2 separate regions of the Xenopus tropicalis genome follow, and region 2 is linked to region 1. Evidence: chromatin contacts called from public Hi-C data. All regions are on one chromosome and are shown on one strand. Each heading gives the region's core, a stretch centred on a gene start, on an enhancer-like site or on the middle of the called end of the contact. The rest is flanking DNA. Distances are from core to core; before and after follow the strand shown.

Region 1 (3,931 bases), core at 328-2,827:
TTCTGGCAAATGCCAGAAGGGCTGCTGTAAGATGCCAAGAATAGTCACTATTATTGGGCCTGTGGGGGGGCTGTTTAGGCCTCTGTGTACTTAAAATGCCAGGGCCTATTTTGAATCTCAGTCCAGGCCTGATTGTAGTTCTCCTTTAATATTAAGCTATTTTATTTTTAAAAAAGTGGGAAAGGTGTATGAATCTATGTTTTTTTTAATTATTATTTTCAAGTAATGAAATAAGATACAAATTTAATTTAATTTATTTAATTATGAACGTCATTTGTTCAGTGTTTCCTATAGATTTATATGGGAAGCAATTTTTGACCACTACTGTTTCCGACCTCATATTAGCAGTGTTTAAAAGCCTAAAGTCCTTTGGGGTTTAAATACATACCAGCCTAGCACTCTGATTTTGGCCCATTTTTCCAGGCAGATTTGCTTCAGTGTGTTCAGCTTTGTTTGATGACTATTGTGTATCTCACTTTACAAATAATGCCACCGATTCCCAAATGGATTCAGAGTAGGATTGCTACTTCTGGAAAAAATACTGGTCTTCCTAAATTTTTGGTGCCCAATTAATTACATTGGCATCAGGCATAGTTTTTACTGTTCAGTCTAGTAAAATACTATCCAGGTGGTAATGATTTGAGGAGCCTTCTGAGTTCTTGAACAGCAGTGAAACTAGATGCTACTGAGCCCCGCTAAATATTCAATTTACGGACTCCCAAAATGTCTAATAGTTCATTAATATGGTTGCAACCAGAGTCAGATTGGTGGCCCACCGGAAACCCATCAGATATCGACCGTCTCACCAATCGGGTGGGACAAAAGATTTTGGTTGGGCACCGTTGAAGGCGCCTGAGTAAAATCTGCGTTTAGGGCTGAATTGTCAGGTGGAGGTAGAATCCCTATTGTTTTTACCTAAGGCATGCACTGCAATCTTTATGTTTTTCCTGGTATGGTGGGCCAGTCCAAACTTGGTTGCCATCTGGCCAGTAAACATTATACTTGATGTCAATGTTAGTAATAGGGAAAAAAGTAAACTGTTAAGAAAAGTTGGCAACCCTGCTTACCAGTTTGATAAGCATACAGTACATTCGGCCTGCTCATTCATCAGGGCCACAATTGGACCTCTGAATTTCAGCACCCCTTAATCACAGGGTCTTTTTCATTTGTAGCTATACCTATTATTAAGCCACTCAGTGTTATTTTGACCTTGTGTTCCACAGAATTCATGGTAAAGTTGGATAATTCACCCAGGTTTCATTTGGAGGTATGCAATTGCATTTTAGCCTGTATTAGCCAGGGCACACCATATACTTTAAATCGTCGGGCCACCTTTCAGACAACTTACAAGTTCGACTTTTGAGAGATATATTAAAGGTAAAGGCTTGAATTTGAATTTCTCTTCACATTACTACGGTGTACATGCTAAGCCACTATCAACGACACAACAAAAACATCAAACTCCACCACTCCTATGTGATAACACACACGTAGACACGCCCCCTAACTAACAATTGGCTAGAACGCCAAGACGGGCGGAGCTATTGTACATGTAGAAAGAACTTATTGCTCAGTTGTTTCGAGACAAACACTGATGCCACGTGATCAGGATTAGCCAATAACTGAGCACGACTGAGAGTGAACGGCTGCGGACGGAGGAGGAAGTTGGAGCTCGGCAGACGACTTGGTTACGGGACACCGGAGAGATGACTCGTAAGTATGACAGTGAATGCTAGCGTTTGGAAAGGTAGAAGATAGGACTGTGCAGCTTTTGCAGTAAATCTCCGTAGTCTCTTGCTGGCACTATGGCTGGGGCCGTGTTAGAGACTGCGGCCTTGTGTGCCACGTCAATCAGGGCCTGGGCTACCCAGGAGCGTGTGGAGATAATGAAGGCAAAGAAGGACTGTTATCTCAGCCTCTCCCCACTCTTACTGGCCTCCATGTATACAGTGCTGTATTGTGCCTTATACAGGCGGGCCCTGCCCTACAGACACACGGCCGGACCTGCAGGAGTTAATTCTATGTTTGTGCCCTGGGGCAAAGTCCTCTCTCCCAGCAGCACCGCCTTGCTCTTTGGCTCCGGCGCTTTACATTTGTCTTTATGGATTCTTGTGCTGGTTTATAGATACATGTTAATAATAGGCGCTTATATAGCCTGGGAGTTGTGCCCAAAAGTTCCATCCCCACTGCCCTTCCCCTGTACTAGGGGTCTGTACTAGCTCTGTAGTGCACCATGGCTTGGTACGGAGCCCTGAGAGTAAGTACAGGGATCCCTTGGGGTACTAAATCAAACGCCTTATTTATTTTTTTTTTTGCACTAAAAGCACCAAATCCTGAAAGTAAAATAACAGTTCACTTGTGGTTGTTAGAAGCACAGGAAGACCAGATAATCGCTTCACTAACAAACCCACTGTACAATGAGTTGTTGCTTATCTGAAAGCCTAAAGCTGGCCATACACGCACACATATAATCATACAAGACTATGCTTCGTATGATTTTCAGACCCTGTGTGGTTTCGGAATTATTGTCCCTATAATTTTCATACCATGGCGAATGGTCGTTTAGTTGATCGAAGAGCTTAAAAAATTTTGGTTGGATAACAATAAAATCTGCACATGTATTGTGTATCTGACAATGTCCGTGGGGGGCCTACAGTGTGTTTCCAGAAAGTCACTTTTGTAAGATTGGCGTCTCCCAACTACTTCATCCTACAATTCAAGTCTGAATGTTGGTCTTAGATCATTGCATTTAAACATACGATCGATTTCTGAACTTTCGTCAGAAAAAGACTAAAATCTGAATGTTTATGGCCAGTTTAAAGGAGAAGGAAAGCAAAGTCACTTGGGGGTGCCAAAATGTTAGGCACCCCCAAGTGATTTAAATCACCTACCTTTTACCCTGGGCTGGTGCCCCTGTTCGGAGAGAACAGCACCAGCCCGGGGTAGCTGCAGCGCTTCCTGTTCACTCGCATGTGCAATAGAGTGAAAAGCGGAACTTTAACAGAGAAGTCGGCTTTTCACTCTACTGCACATGCGCCGGTCGTGGGGTCCCAGCCAAACGAAGCAGGAAGCGCTCGCTACAGGTACCCCGGGCTGGTGCGGTTCTCTCCCAACAGGGGCACCAGCCCAGGGTACAAGGTAAGCGATTAAAGTCACTTGGGGGTGCCTACCATTTTGGCACCCCCAAGTGACTTAGCCTTTCCTTGTCCTTTAACAGAGGTTGCAAATGGGAGAAGGGAGGGGTTTGTTTACAGAGAGGGCTTCTCAGTAAGCTGGTTGTTTTGGTTTGATTGTTTTGACATGAGCTCATTCAGTTGGGTTTATTTAAAAAAGGTGCATAAATGCTATCTGTGCTGTAAGTACACTTATACACAGACATACAAAATTCTTCAGACTGAAAGGAAACCATATTCCCACTCTCCTTAGACTCACAGTGAAATGCAGCCTTTACCTCATCTTGTTCCATTGTGAAGTGATGGATTCTGCACTTTGAACTCCCAATACTTTCCTTAGTGGGTGGTGCACAGATTCACTTCAGCAGAGAGACTTCAAGCCAAAGAGATACTTCAAGCCTCCCTTAATTCATGGCAGAACAAGGCGAGGAAGACGTTGGATCACTCTGTCAGCCCAAGAGAGTTGGGGAAATGGTTCCTGCAGCACAGGCTGAATATAGTGGTTTTGGGTTTTTTTCTGTGACATCAGGTGTTTGTTGGGGAAATGATGGTCCTATATAAATAATAATAATAAGTTTATGTACCTGCTTTGGTAAAAGTTGTGTGTTTTCTTTACAAACCCTACTATAGTCTATATAAACAAGCTGCTGTGTAGCTATTTAAAACCATTTATTCATGAATCAACATTTTTTTTTTTAGCTGTAATATAGGTGTGTAGGCGCCATCTCAGTGCATTGTGTCTGAGCTTTCAGAAGGAG
Region 2 (3,999 bases), core at 81-2,580, 140 kb after region 1:
CTACATCCAGGCATATTTATCTGGACAATACATAGGTTCCTACTTGGAATAATTGTTTTATTAACAGTATCCCATTATACAATGAAACACACACAAAAACTATGGTTGTGTGCAGTTGCCCAATATTTTGGCAAAACATGGAAAACGGAATTACATATTCCCTCTTAGCTGTGCTTTTGTGAGTGGACACAACAAAGTAAGGAGTGCACAGAAGTTTCCATGGAGCCTCATCACTGAGAAGTTACTCAGTTTTTTTTTTAAACATGTTTAAAAGAGATTGTTTTAATACGAAGCGGGCACGTTTATGAACAATAGGCAATTCTACAAGATACTTAAGTTTGTCTCATATTCAGTCATTTTATTTGACCTGGTGCTGTATAATCCAACAAACAGCTTTCCTCTGCAGAGACGTCAACTTTCGAGTCTTTACTTTTGGGTGTGTTTGGGCAACACCTTGTTTAGCCCCCAGCTCTGCCCTTCCCTGTCTCTGAGCTCATTTTAGGAGGATTTAGGTTCTTTTCAGTTGAATAATCGGATTGGAAACAAACATTTTGTGACTTTTTTGTATTTTTTGCGATTTTTTTCATCCCTTTTGTGACTTTTTCGTGAATTGTCGCAATTTTTTCGTAGCTGTTACGACTTGCGCGAATTGTCGCAACTTTTTCGTATTGAGCGCTAGTAAGCGGCGGGCAAACCTTTCCGATTTTTTCGCGACGGCTACGAAAAAGTCACAATTCGCGCAAGTCATAGCAGCTACGAAAAAGTCGCGACAGCGAAGAAAAAATCGCAAAATACCAATCATTACGAAAAAAACGCATTCGGGCACTTTCGATCCGTTCGTGGATTAGTAAATCGGCCCCTATTACTATGGGGAGTGGGACCAGATATCTTCTGATAAACATAGGAGTTTTGATAGGTCGGCATTAGTCAGTTGCATGAAATCAATTAAACTGTCAGCTTTGACTGCCGCAAATGTGCCCAATTGCCAACAAGCATTCTCTTGGACAAATGATTCTGTTAATCCTCATGCCAGAGTAAAACTACTAAACTACAAATATTATTTGTCTTTTAAAATCTTTAGACAAATATCTAAATATTTAAAACACCATTGATGCCCCGTTGTTTCTACGGTAGCAATCAATCTAACGTTTCAGCACAGGAGAAGGCAAAGTTTATGCAAGAACTTTCTTTTCCGGTTTAATGGAACGCATAGTTGTCCCGCCCCCTGCCCAAAGAACGATAGAGATCGCGGAAGTGACGAATGCAATAGGCCAAGAAACCGGAAGCGGCGATTGAAGCGAGTTTTACTGCCTTGTGTTCCGGTACAGGTGGGAAAGATGGCGGCAGAAGGGGATGTTGAGTTAGAATTGGAGACTGAAGAGAACTGCAGCGAGCGTCCTGCCGACAAACCGCGCAAACATGACAGTGGGGCCGCTGATCTGGAGAGAGTGACAGACTATGCCGAGGAGAAAGAGATTCAGAGCTCCAACTTGGAGACGGTGAGAGAGAAATAATAGCCTGGGTTATTGGAAAGGGCATGGACTGATGATCGTTTGCTCTGGATGGCTGCAATAAAGCAATACTTATGTTTACTGTCACTGTTAGGTTATTGTAGAAAGACAGTGGAAGATACTTGCTTGGCAGATCAGGCAGATACAGCTTTTAGCTGGTGTGCGGGGCAATCATTACATGAGTAGAGGCATTATTAAAGGGGAAATACTGTGCCAGGAGGAATAATGATTTCCTTGCAATTTACTCATCCACATATAGAAGGAACATGCTCTTACTAGATAACCTTTGCATTGGTTTCCCATATACTCCTAACACCAGCCTGGCATTTGACTCTCACTGGTTACCTGCCCTGGCTGCACTGTATCATGCCAGCCAGCTGCCATCTTGTAAGTGGGCATTACAGCAGAGCTGCAATTAGCTTCCTAAATTCTACTTTACTTCTGGGGAAGGAAGGTTAGAACAAACCCGTCCATTTGGAACAAGAGGTTACTGGTGTGCTAGACTTAAGGCCGAACTTAAATAAAGTTACCAGGGGCAACAAAGTGAGTGAGAATTCAACACTGCTTTCCCTTTAACTGTATTGAAACATTGTTCATACATTTTGAATGACTGCTTATGAAGAAAGAACTCTGTGTTCCAAGACTGGTATTCTAATCTCACCTGTCTTTTGTGCAGGCCATGTCAGTGATTGGAGACAGAAGATCAAGAGAACAGAAAGCAAAACAGGAGAGGTAATTGCAATACCATATACAACATTTTATACTGGCCCTTTCCATTGCATTGTAATCAGGTCTCATTTAAAATGTAGAATGGAGTTTTATAAAGTAGAGTATTACTGGGCAGTGTCATTACTAATGGGTTCAACAGATATGGACTGTTTAGCATCTGGTTGCTGTCAGTAAGCTGCGGGATCATGTAGTAGTGTCAAAGGCTCAGTGTGACTGAAACACATTGGAGAGGCTTTAAATTGTGCCACATACTTGGTACCCATGCCATAATAGATCTTGTTAGGAGTAATATAATGAAAGCTAATGACTCCTGTGGCTTTGTAGTAAGCAACCTCTGCTGTACTGTAGATTCTGGCAAGGATAGTTGTCCACTGGTGGCCTTTTAGCCTGTGTCACTAGTACACTGATTATCCAAAAATTATGCAGCAGTCTGTTGAATAGAGTGTCGCTACTACTTTTGAGGTTTATTGGGAGTGTTATGGTTTTTACCAAATATGAAGACTTCTCAATGTTCTTTTAGTGATGGTTCAAACACAATTTTTTTGATCTATCTGCTCAGAAGCTGCCTACTCGGTTCCGTTGAAATCGCAATAATTTTTATAAATACAATAGCTAATCAAGCTTCTATTTTTTCAGAGAAAAGGAGCTGGCCAAAGTAACAATCAAGAAAGAAGACGTGGAGCTTATTGTAAGTATGGATAGTGATCTGGGCAGGAGCCAGTGACTGTGGTATAGTCAGAAGTATCAGGATTGAAATTGTAACGTGCAAGAATATTACCTAGCAAAACTGGCCAGTGGATCATGTGTAGTTTGGCCATATCCTCAGGCCAACTTTTCTCTCTCGCCAGGCTGTAATTGGAATCGAGATTAGATCAATTGTGTATTTACTATTAGCTGGCATTAAGGTGGGGGTGGAAGAACCAGTAGAAGAGAGTGCTGGATAAACTGGAGAGTATTGGTGGCTGCTGTATGCAGATATGGTAACACTAGTCTTGCATTGGAGGCCTCTACTGAAAAATGATTTGTTCTTAAACAGAGCATTATAGTTATGACTTAGTTATAAAATGAGAATATTTTCATTTTCAGATGAATGAAATGGAAATCCCTCGAACAGCAGCAGAAAGAAGCTTGCGGGAACACATGGGGAATGTAGTAGAGGCGCTGATTGCTTTGACCAACTGATCTTCTGGATGCTGCACGGATTTTTATCTTGTTGAAGAAAATTTACTTAGAACTGAAAAGATTTTATACTTTCATTAAGAGTTGTGGACTTTATTAGGACATTAAACAGTGCTGTTTTCCTTCTTAGCATGATTATTTGGACATATTAAAAATAATGCATTATTCAGGGCTCCATTTCCAAATACTGAAGCCAACAGTAAGTGTACTAATTTATTTAGAATAAACACCATCTTTCTAAATACGATTCTGAGTGCTGCTTTAACTGGCCATGCCGTGTACACATCTCTGAAATAGTATGTATGTGATCGAATTCATTGCCATAATTATCATTAATTGTGGTGTTTTTTAACAGTAACTGTAGTGTTTTACTTATTTTTATCCCAGACATAAACATAGAAGACCTAAGTGTATTGTCCCCAAGAGTATCAGACCACATGGAGGCACACAGATTTCTCCCATAATAAGCACTTGAGTAAATTAGTGGCACACTGTATTTTGAAAGCATGCACTTTACACATAGAGATGGTGCCCATGGAAGCAATTGACAGCCCATTATTTATACTATATGGGTCCAGGT

Evidence for each region. Hi-C and Micro-C count contacts between places; a contact is called where the count stands out from the background.
Region 2: a Hi-C map of brain shows a contact between it and region 1, with 2.2 times the contacts expected there. The contact joins the promoter of hypk here to the promoter of serf2 in region 1. A contact is called at or near these places in 2 of 5 Hi-C or Micro-C datasets (brain and neurula embryo).

What each region holds. Positions count from the first base shown.
Region 1 is chr3:107,536,663-107,540,593 of UCB_Xtro_10.0, forward strand. It overlaps serf2 (small EDRK-rich factor 2), which reads left to right and starts at 1,578. Exons shown (of 3, transcript XM_004912639.1): 1 at 1,578-1,713. The coding sequence starts at 1,707.
Region 2 is chr3:107,674,917-107,678,915 of UCB_Xtro_10.0, forward strand. hypk (huntingtin interacting protein K) reads left to right here and starts at 1,331. Exons shown (of 4, transcript NM_001127003.1): 1 at 1,331-1,499; 2 at 2,188-2,243; 3 at 2,877-2,928; 4 at 3,327-3,661. The coding sequence starts at 1,338. The coding sequence ends at 3,422.